Linked DNA regions of Bos taurus: region 2 is linked to region 1. The links are chromatin contacts, called in public Hi-C maps. All regions are on one chromosome and are shown on one strand. The core of a region is the stretch at or near the end of the contact, and the rest is flanking DNA. Distances in the headings are between cores, read along the strand shown. Region 1 holds the start of FXN (frataxin). Region 2 overlaps TJP2 (tight junction protein 2).

Evidence for each region. Hi-C and Micro-C count contacts between places; a contact is called where the count stands out from the background.
Region 2: a Hi-C map of liver shows a contact between it and region 1, with 2.7 times the contacts expected there. A contact is called at or near these places in 5 of 11 Hi-C or Micro-C datasets (8-cell embryo, blastocyst, liver and 2 more).

Annotation. Positions count from the first base shown.
Region 1 is chr8:45,219,067-45,224,970 of ARS-UCD2.0, reverse strand. FXN (frataxin) reads right to left here and starts at 2,317. Exons shown (of 5, transcript NM_001080727.1): 1 at 2,128-2,317. The coding sequence starts at 2,295. It overlaps LOC101902390 (a long non-coding RNA gene), which reads left to right and starts at 2,405. Exons shown (of 7, transcript XR_235552.5): 1 at 2,405-5,904.
Region 2 is chr8:45,338,894-45,344,797 of ARS-UCD2.0, reverse strand. The region is part of intron 1 of TJP2 (tight junction protein 2); the gene reads right to left. Among named protein-coding and RNA genes, the nearest start is that of TJP2, 27 kb to the right of the region's middle.

The sequences.
Region 1 (5,904 bases), core at 1,068-3,567:
TTCTCTGTGGTGGTGGTGGTGTAGTCACTAATTTGTGTCCAATAGTCCGCCAGGCTCCTCTGTCCATGGGATTTTCCAGGAAAGAAGACTGGACGAGGTAGCCATTTCCTTCTCCAAGGGTTCTTCCCGACCCAGGGATCAAACCCAGGTCTCCTGCATTGCAGATTCTTTACCGAATGAGCGATCAGGGAAGCCCGACATTCCCTGGATAACTGCTTAACCTTTCAGACCTCTACTTCCTCCTCTGAAGGCAGCAGTCATGGACTGCAATACCCCAAACTTGGGGCCTGATGGTGATCAATCAGTTTGTTTTGAAGCATGTCAGGACAGTGTGGAGAGAGAGGACCTCAGGGGAGAAATCTGGCCTTTGCTAAGGAAGAAGCTGCCCCACTCTGATTGTGGGCTGCAGATGGACTTCAGGGTGGGCAGGGCTCTGTTATAAGAGCGCCCCCTTAAGCCCCCCGAGGCCAACCCTCCTGCTGCCAAGGTTACCTGGAGCCCCTGGACTGTGTGTCTGTGGCAGGTCTGCCCACTCGAGTGTCCAGGGCTCAGTGACTTCGTGAGCTCGGTACAAGGCCGGCTAAGGGGAGACGCTGCAGGAAATACTAGGTAGTTCCACAGGCTCCAGCTCAGACCCTGGACATGACCCAACCTAGGCCACTCTGGTGAGGCTTGGCCTGATGGCCAGCAGGGAGGCTAGCCCAGGGTCCCCTTGTCACCCTGGGCTATGGCAAACCGAAAGCTTGAAGAGTGAGTCAGTTCTCATCCACTTCTGGGAGGACAAACGGGCACAACCACTCTTGGCATCAAATGAGTTGAGTATCTGCTGGCTCCTCACTCAGCAAGGCCAGCCTGAGGACTTCACCCAAGACAAGACTCTGTTCACACACACAGAAACGCCCACTGCAGCACCATGCCAGGCAAGAGCAGCACAGAAGGAACAGGGTGATGAACATGTGCATTCTGTAGAAGGGGCACCTGTGACCAGCGTGGTCCTGACTGCCTGGTTTTCCTGAGAAGAGAAGTCAGTGATTCCAACTTTGAGCGTAGGCAACCAATCCCAGGGATATCTCCAACACAGTCAAATAGCACACCTCAGTGGAAGGGTTAAGCCTAAAGTCAACTTCCAGAGCTCCATGAACAATTTGAATTGGATTTCACCTGCCCTTTCACTACCCACAGTCCATCCAGTGGACCAGCCACTCAGAGCTGATCTCTGCCTGCCTGCCTTCCCGCCTTTGCCCATTCAGTTCTCTCCTGAAGGCCGCTCACCACCTCCTGCTATCTGCAGACCCTGATTAAACATCACCTCTATCCTCCCGTGTAACCTCCTTAATCCCATAGTCCTTTGGGCTTCCAAGTCGTGGAGTAACTGGGTCAGGCATTTCTTTGTAACCCGGGGGAGAGAAGTGAAATTAAGTGCTTAAGACTTTATATATGTTAATTAAACCTATGCCAGCGGTAATCTCTTCCCAGAAAAACAAGCCAGGCCTCAGAGGGGTTCCGCCATCCCTCGAGGTACCTCTGCTGAGTCCAGGAGCCAGAATTTGGAACCCAGGCCCGATCCAAAAAGCCCTGCTGCTCTAGCTGCAGTGCTCCGCAACTCTGACATCTTCACCTCGCTAGATGAAAGCATTTCGTTCATAAAAGCCCATGCTTGAAAGCATCGCTCTGATAGTACACATTTATATCATTATATTGATATATACACTATTTGACTTAAGTAGTTCTATATTCATAGCATGCTAATATTATACATAGAATACTTATATGTATATTATAGTACCTAGCATATATTATTACTTAAATTTAAGTTCTCGAAAAGAGCAGTGACAAGCTTAGAACTATCACTGGCCCCTAAGAGTCAGTCCCCGCCCACCTTTCCTGCTTTTCCCGCAATTGCACCGCAGGATACAATCGCCCTTTTTCTCAAGAAAGCGGAAAACAGTGCAAAAGTAACCGGGAGAAACGGAGACTGGGCACTGCTCAGCCGCGCGCCGCCGCACTTTCCCCGCCCAAGCGCGGCCCCGCCGGAGCTGGGGCGAGTGCGCTTGTCCGGCGCGTCCTCGGCGTGCGCGGCCTCCCTCCCGGCGTGCGGCCTGCGCAGCTGCCGGCGCGGATACTTACGGACTGGCTACGCGCCGGGGCCTTGGCGGTTCCGATTCGCAGGCCCGGGAGGCCGGAGAGCGAGAGGTCCTTCGCCGGCCGCGGGGCCCCGGCACGGGTAGGGGCAAAGCCCGGGAGCGCGGAGCGGGGCAGGAAACTGGCAACCGAGCGGCGCCCGAGCGTCCACATGCTCTTTGTGATCTGCGGCGGCTCCGCCCTCCTGCTCGGGAAATGGCGAGCGCCACCTGGTGGTCACGGATTGCAGCCGCAGATTCCCCTTTTCTGTTGGCTTGGGAAATGACTAGAAGTTAGACTTTAGGAAGAACTTCCCTGCATTGCTCTATCTCTGCTTTTAACAGAAATAGAAAGCTTGTTTAATGCAAAGCACGAGGCTTAACCCTTGGGCAACGTAGTGAATGCATAACCCAGGTCCCTGACATCGGAGACTTCAGCTTAGTGACCCGTTGGTGGAGAATTCTATACAGAAAGGCTTTGGGAGCTGCAGTTCTGCTGTGAACTGAGTGGGATGCAGGTCTTGAGGTTGCTTGAAAGCCAGTATAGATTAAAGCAGCTAGGAGAGTACAGACAGGAGACTGCCTCCCTGGTTTAAAAATCTGACCTCTGCCCACTTCATAGACCAGTGAGTGCTAAGTCGCTTCATTCATGTCCGACTCTTTGCGATCTGCTGGAGTGTAGCCCTCCAGGTTTCTCTGTCCATGGGATTCTTCAGGCAAGAATACTGGAGTGGGCTGTCATTCCCTTCTCTAGGGGATCTTTGCCACCCAGGGATTGAAGCTGGGTCTCCTTCATTGCAAGCAAATTCTTTACCGTTGAGCCAGCCGGGAAGTTAATTAACCTCTCTGTGCCTTCTCTATGGGGGTAGAAATGTTTCTACTTCACAGGGTTGTTGTAAGGATAAAATGAGTTAATCTGGAAAGTTTTTTCTCGGACAGGCCCTGGATCCTGTTAAGCCTACAAGAAATATTGTTAATACATTTTAAAATAAAATTTTACTTTGGTAGTATATTTCAAAGGAATACAAATTGTGAAAGTTCTTTCAATTTTGTATATGCTTCAGAAAATGTCAAATATGCATGCTAGAGAACATCATTTTTATGGGTAAGATAGTGGCCACCTTGGTACTTTGTGAATAGTGGGGATAAGACACATATATAAATACTTAGGACAATGACAAATGTTAAAGAGTGGCAGAGTTGCATGGGAGAGTATTTATAACTAGAAGTGGGGGCAATCAAGGAAGTCTTCGTGGAGGAAGTGGCATTTGCACAGGACCTGGAAAAATAGGGTAGAGGAGATGGGATCTGACTGGCTATCTGACAGGGCGTTTTTCTGGATGAGAGATGTTCTCCTGCATTCAGTTAATTCTAAGCAGCCATTTATAGAGTACCTGCTGCATATATGCCGGGGAATGCTGTTAGACATCCTATTATGAACAGGAAGGCCACCCACAACGCAGAATCATCCAGTCCAAAATGGCAGTGATGCTACATCAGAGAAGCACTCATGAAGCCACACTGGAAGAATCCATTTGAGGCAAAGGGAATTGTGTTGGTTGGTGACCTTTGCCCTGACCCCGCTGCACTGACAGTGAGGCCCTTCCTCACACACTCAGAATGCAGTTATACACTTAGAGAGCTGCAGCCTTATCAACCAGTGTGCTTAGCGTGTTCCGGCATAGAAGGGTGCCTGCTCCAACTCCCAACAAAGCTGGTATCCCTGCCCTATCTTTTGAGTCAAGGAAACAGACTCAGCATAGCAGAACAGAAAATACTAAGGTCTCCCAGAAATTTGTCCTTCTCCAGGTCCTGGGAGGTGGTAAAAGAGAATTGGGCACACCAGGTTAGAGATGATTTTCATGTTTAAGTCATAAACATGACTTAAGCTCCCACCCCAGCTAGTGCTTTCTGCTTTGCACAGAAAGCAGTGTGATTTCTCTTTACAAAGCAGTGATTTAATGTTTTGCACAAATACTATATACTTTATAAAATGTTAGGAAATTTGAAAAAATACACTCAAAAGAGAGCAAGAAATCACCCCTTGGAATAACCACAGTAAACCTGTAGTGAGCATTCTTCCAGACAACGCAGTAGGTGTATTTATTTGGTCTGTAGAACAAGGATGCAAGATGAAACTAACCTCATTCTTTTTTAAATACACAAGTCTTCCCAACTAGAATATGAGTTACCTGAGAGGAAGCAGCTTGCCTTTGTTCCCTGATATGTCCCCAGAGCCAGATAAGGGTCTGGCATAGAAAAGGTCCTCAATAAATATTTGTTGAATAAATTATTACTATGCAAATATTATCCATGGCACAATCTTTTTTTTTTTTTAAGGTTTACATTGTCTTATTTGTGTGGCTGCATCAGCTCTCAGTTGCAGTACACTGGATCTTTGTTACGTCACGTGGGAGCTTTTCCTGGGGGCACACCAACTTTCTAGGTCGTGGTGGCCAGGCTCCAGACTGCACAGGCTCAGTACTTGTGGCACAAGGACTTAGTTGCCCTGTAGCATGTGGGAGCTTAGTTCCCTGATCAGGGATTGAGCCCACGTCCCCTACTTCCCACGGTAGATTCTCAACCACTTTATCACAGGGCAAGTCCCACAACCAGTTTTTATATTTGATACATTGTATTTCATGGAGAGTTAAGTGTGTTTTTTCATGGATTTTTAACTGCCTCCCCTTCACTTGTGTTGTCTGCTTTGACTGTATTCGTCCCTTCCTCAGCTTCCCCAGCATTGTGTGAAATCCCTGGAACATTCTGTCTCCCAGAAACCCCTCTCAGGGAGGTTCCTCCCTCCTGCTTCAACCTGGAATGATTCTCTTTAGGCTTAAGGGGCTGGGGCACACAATTCCATCCTGAAATTCCCCATCTGAATTCCATGCCTTCCTTTCTCTGGGGTTATTTCCTTGTTTGGATAGAGAACAAGCTCCAGAAACATCCTAAGAAAGTGTTGGGAGAGGGAAAGCATCCCTAGGTTTTCCTGGGGAAAGGGAGCTGACCTTTGGCTGTCCGTGAAACTCAGCCCAGGCCCCCTCTTCACCATTCTGTCTGCTCCCTTCCTGGTCCTTCCACTCGCCATGCCCTTCTGTCCCTCAGGCCTTTGCACTTGCTCTTCTTTCTGAATGCTCTTCCTCAGGCTCATCGCAGGGGTACCCTTCTCATCCTTCAGTCCTCAGTCTACATGTTCCCTTCTTAAAAAGCCCTTCTCAGACCACTCTACCCAACAGAGACCTTTCCCTCTACCCCGTCTCTCTCTGTCACCTCCCTCCATTGACTTCCTTTGTAGAATGTATTCTAACTGGCGAGTACATTGTCAGTCTGGGTCTTGCTGGCTGATTGGATGTCGCCCACCTTAGAATATCAGCTCCATGTCTCTCCTGTTCACTACTATATCCCCCATGCTGGATATGGGGCCAGGTAAATAGCAGACACTTAGTAACTGTTTGCCAAATGGATGGATGAACACTGCTGCTCTGTGACCTGTTGGATAAGCTTTCTGTAGAATGAGGATGACAGTGGTAGCCACCACATAATGTGTGGTAAGAGATGAAGTAAGGAATACATTTAAAGAAATGGTTATCTGCACATAGTAAGACTCAACAATTATTCTTTTCTTTCTTTGTTTCTGGGTTCTAGGCTTAACTCTGACCCTGCTTGGGCAAACTTGAGCTAATCACAGAACCTCTTGGGCTGTCAGAGTTTGTTGAGTGCCTACACACTGTTCTAGTGCTGGAAATATGGTGATAAGCAAAATATAAATCCCTGCTCTCCTGGG
Region 2 (5,904 bases), core at 2,003-4,502, 120 kb before region 1:
CTGAAAAGTATCAACCATCACAGAGCAGTTGAGAAACACAGGCCCTTCAGAGACAATACTTTGGGATGACTTAACAGTGGCATCCACACTCCAGCAGGTGATTGTCAAAGTACTGATTCTGAACACAGATTACAAAAAGCAGTCCTGTGACTACTGTGGCATCATGTTCTTCGGTAATAGTGATAATACAAGCAAATTATAGCCACTGCAATGAAATTGCCATTGCAACCCTAGGAGGCATCTATGCCATTTCTTGTTTGCTGAAATTTCTTGTTCAGCTTCCCCTAGTCCCAGAGACTAGAAGGCCCAATATCTTTGCCCAAAGGGTACCAATGAGGTGCAAGTATTTACTTATGATCTAAAGGATGAAGGGAAACAGATGCCGTTAGTTTTCCTTTTTCTTTTCCTGTAGCAGCAGTCATAGGCAGAAACTTACTTCCCAGACCTGAGTTTTGCAGCCGCCTCCAAACTCCCTATCATTTCAGCCTCCTCTTGGCTACAGAGGCTGATAAAATCAAAGAGGTCCCTGGCTCGGGGCAGAAGTAGCTTTCTAACTTTCTAGGAGGCAAATCAGAGACCTAGTGATGGGCCCTTGGTTTTCATCCCTCAAGCCATTTGTTCTGTAGGCATCTAATTCCCTCCATTAAGTCCCTTTCCCCTTGAAAGGTCTAGAACGTCTGTCTTCTTCACTGAGCCCTGACCCAGAGGTATATGATGCCCATTTCACAGCTGAGCAAAGTAAACTGCCTAAGGCCATGCAAGTTTCAGGACAAAAAGAACTCACACCGAGGTATGCCTGATTTCAGCAGTCACAAAAGCAAAGTTAAGCATGTCTCCAGCCCATGACCTAGCAATTCTACTCCTAGGAATTTACACAAGAGAAATGGGTGCATAAGCCAACAGAACAAAGTATTAGGTGACTTTCATAGCAGCTTTACCCATAATAGAAACAAAACAAAAACCTGACAACAACCCAAATATCCATCAACAAAAGAATGAATAAACAAACTGGGAAATTCATATAAGTGAAGCATATATTATTGAGCGAAAAAAAAAAACTACTGAATCACATAACCACACAAAGGTTATGCTGAGGAAAGAAACCAGATACCAAATGCTGATTTCATTTATACAGATCCTATCAAAGTGAAGCAAAGCTATACGATGGTAAGAGATGTCAGAAGAGAGGTTCCCTTGTTGGTGGGGTGGTAACAGTCAAGAAAGTGGCAAGAAAGAAGAACCTTCTAGAGTGATGGAAAGTTCTGTTTTTTGATCCAGGTGGCAATCACACAATGCATACATTCATGTAAAAGTTCAGCCAGCTGTGTAACTGGATAGTGATGGTGGCTGCACAAGCAGATGCCACTGAATTTACACTTAGAATGGTTAAAATGGTGGGTCTTACTGTGTTTTACTACAATTAAAAAAAAAAAGTATCAAGCTCCCCACTTCTGTATATATTACTATACTTCTGCATATATTACTATATATGCTATACTTCAATTAAAAAAAAAAAATGAACATAATAATATAGAAAAAAACTTCACTGTGAGTAAGCAAGCTTTTGAGACCACCGTTCCCACAGGAAAATTTTCCTCAATTTCAGGCAAATATTTTTCACCTCACTTCTTTGGTAAATTCAGTCTACCTTTCCTGTCTCTTCCCAACTCTTGAGTAAAGACATCTGCAAACTATACTTAAGAACTATAAGCTGATCAAGTATTGCTGCTTCTACTGCTGCTGCTAAGTTGCTCCAGTCGTGTCCAACTCTGTTCAACCCCATAGATGGCAGCCCATCAGGCTCCTCTGTCCCTGAGATTCTCCAGGCAAGAACACTGGAGTGGGTTGTCATTTCCTTCTGCAATGCACGCATGCATGCTAAGTCGCTTCAGTCATGTCCAACTCTGTGCGACCACCAGGCTCCTCTATCCACAAGATTCTCTAGTCAAGAATACTGGAGTGGGTTGCCATTTCCTTCTCGGCCTCTGATTAAAATCTGAAAAAACACTGATGTTCAAAGTGAACTCATTACCTCTTGATTTCAACATATTGCCACTTGCCTGTTTTTAGACTCTTCACAGTAACAGAAGGAAAAGCACAAATGCTTCCAGTTGCATTTCTGGAAAATTTCAATGCATGTCTGAGATGCCACAAATCTCTCTCCCCTCTTAAAACTCACCCAGACACTAAACAGACCCGACCAAGGCAGGCGAAGTGCTCTCCCTGAAGTTAGGCAGAAAAAATCCCATGTGCCTGAGGCATCTATGAAATGTGGCTGCCGGAGAGTGACTTCATGTCAGTCAGTAACAGTGAAAGAGGTCTTGCAACAGTCACCAGGAGGCCGTCTCCAGTACACTGGTGAAGAACAAATCAGAAAGGGCTCCTAGTGACAGGCCTGCCTTACCTTCTGTGCCCATGCTACAGGCATCGTGGCTCCTGGGAGAGGATTCCATAGGGAAGGGAGTGGGTACTGGAGGCTCTCAGGATTCAGCTTTCATTGGGAAGGGTGGAGGGGAAAAGGAAGAGGAAGGAAAAAGAACTCTCAAGAAGTTCTGTGAGATGGTTGCAGCTGCTGACTTGGGGCTGCAGAGTGAGGAAGAGAATTCAGTACCTACTGAGCTGGTACATTATTTAAGCTGCAACTGAATAATAGATCTTTCCATCACTTCATGAGCTAAACAAGACAGCCACTCTTAAAACACTGCTTTGCAGACAGACTGCACTGAATCTCATCTTCAAAGAGAAAACAAAGAGAAAGAAAACACACACAATTTGTCTAAGGAGTATGAAAGCACTTCAAGGTGACAAGAACCAACAGAAATTTAGAATGTTCTCTAGCTTTACACTGGACACTGAGAATCTTAAGCACAGTATGAGACTTCAGAGATGATCAAGTATAGTTATCCCCAGAAAGTAACTGACAATTATTAATAGAATTACATGCCTTAGCTAAAGTCACCAAGCTAATTCTTAGTACAGCTTATACACCATCGAAGAAAGGATCTGTATATTAATAAAAATTCTACATTATTTTTTTCTTATGGGCAAACTATCATCCAGTCACTCTATCAATGTCAGGAATCTAGGAATCCACTTTTCTAAGTTCTCAATGAGTCTTTCATTCTTACTATTTTATTCAATAAGGCTTCCCCAAATCAAGTCAGTAAAATGTGGTCAGTACTTCAGTGAATGTGCGTGGTGACCCGTCAGTGTCTGGGATGACGCAGACCAGGGAGGGGCTCATGGCTGACAGGAAATGACTGGCATAAGGCAGATGTGATAAGGGCTCAAATAAACACTGGTGTGTGTACACTAACCAATCACAGGCCAGGAGGTAACTGATTCAGCCTGAGGGAAGAAGGACAAGGGAGCAACTAAAAATGAGCTCACCAGGAAGTTTCTTCTGAACTATCCTTTTCGAAAGCAGAAATGGCTAGTTTGGCTAATACTTATTTCTTCAAAGAACTTCATTCTGCTTTGCTAGATATATTTGGAGACAGCCGTCCGAGGATGGAGAATGGGCTGGTAGCCCCTGATGGGTACATCATCCCTCCTCCCCATTGCTGAGCCCAGCACACGCAACCTCTCAGATGCCCGCTGCAAAAGAAGGCAGAGAAGAAACCCCACAACCTAGGATGTCTCTCAGTGAATGGAAACAAACAACCACACACGGAACATTATTTTATCAGAACAACAAAGGTTCACGAAGCTACAAGTCCTAGAAGAGAAGTTCACTAAATCCTATTGATGACTAGAATGCATTATTTCCCCAGTTCACCTTCAGCTAAGTGACAAAACCTAGAGTATCTGCGGTATTCTCTCATCTCTAACAAAGCTTTTTCTAACATATACAATGGCAAAGATACAACTGGATTCTGGGACTCTCCTGGTGGTCCACTGGTTAGGACACTGCACTTTAACTGCAAGGGACCCAGGTTCGATCCCTGGTAGGGGAACTAAGACCCTGTATGCCCCGTGGCCAACAAAACAAAACCTACAACTGGATTCTAATCGTTACCTATTAATTACAGCCTAATAACTGTTAGTGAAAGTCGCTCAGTCCTGTCCAACGCTTTAATGACCAGCAAGACTATCCCAATAATTTTCTTCCACAGTGTGTTACATATGTTCCTTCTAAATGCCGCTTGACTTCTAACTATATTGTCACTAACTATAAAAACATAACTATATATTTAGTCCTGTGTTTATATAGGGTGTCAGATGAAGCATTCTACAATTAAAGTTTCCAAAGACGACATCATTTTTCTCTTGTGAACATAATGCATATATTTCATACGGCTGAGTAAAGTCTATGACACAAATAATAATTACTGCATTGATTAACTCTGAAATCCGTGTTTACATGTGCATATGGGTAAAATTCAGTAAACAACTGTACTCAAGGATGTGACATGAGATTTTTGCCATGATTAATAGTATAATTTGACATCCTGGGGTCAGAAGAGCTTCCTGTAATACCCAACAAATATTTTATTTTCAAAAGATCTATCAATAGTCTTTTACCACTACTATCAATACCCCCAAACTCTCCCCCATCCTCCCCACACACACACACAAGATGATGGGGGAACAGAAATATAAGTAGAAACTATAATCTATAATCTAATCAGGCAAAATATTTAGCCTGAAAGCTAAAATAAACACTCATTATCGTCAAAATTTATACTGCTATGGTTTGCAACACACCATGATGTGTAAGTGACAGAGAAGCTGCATGGTTTTTAAGATTAAAGACCTGATTTAACTTTAACCATCTGGCAGAGGCACTAAACAAATATCTTTACTGACTTTAAATGACTAAAGAACAAGTTACTAATTGAAGGCCTAGGATTTCTCATGAAAACTGTGCACACCCACAGAATTAGGGATTCTGGTGACTGAAACAAAGTGTTTTCTGTCCTGGTTTTATTCACTGACCACAAAGAACCTCAATTGCTCTTTTCTCCAGGTCATAGCAGGGTGCTTTTTCCCTATCTCAAGACTTACAATTCCAATGACAATCCTTGTTAAAGTATAGTTTACAGACCATAGGCTTCCCTGGTGGCTCAGACGGTAAAGCGTCTTGCCTGCAGGGTTGGGAAGATCCCCTGAAGAAGGGAATGGCTACCCACTCCAGTACTCTTGCCTGGAAAATTCCATGGACTGAGATGCTCCTCAGGCATGGTAGGCTACAGTCCATGGGGTAGCAAAGAGTCAGACACAACTGAGCGACTTCACTTTTATGAGCTTCATTTTTAATGAGTTAGATGCATTGCATGGGAGGCTGCTTGGGTCTCTCTACTCTTAAGCACTGATGAATGGTGACTAAGATGCATTTGGTAACAGAGGTATGTCCTCCAGGAGTGCCAAAGCTCTTCCCCTCTTTTCATGCTGCTGCTGCTGCTAAGTCGCTTCAGTCGTGTCCAACTCTATGCGACCCCAGAGACGGCAGCCCACCAGGCTCCCCTGTCCCTGGGATTCTCCAGGCAAGAACACTGGAGTACGCTATCCTATTGCAAATGTCACACCAACAGACCTTAAAACTGCAGAATGGCTCATGGGAAGCAGAGAAGGGAATGAAACTTACGGAATACGTTAAATAGCTTCACAAATACACTGTCTGGGTAGACAATGGCACAATACACACATTAAGACATAAAGCCCATCAAGTTCAACTTTCCTGTCTTTTCTGGGCCATGTTGTGGTGACTTTTCTGAAGGTGTGGTTGAGGTATACCTAGCTCTCCATACCTAAATGTCACACTCACAATTTAAGAGTATTTTCCAAATCTCAGATTTCAAGGGCTCTCTTCACAATTTTTTATCTTATTCTCACTCCACTCATCCTGATAATTTACTATTTTTCTTAAATCAAACTCACTGTTTTACTTAATACTTATTTTTG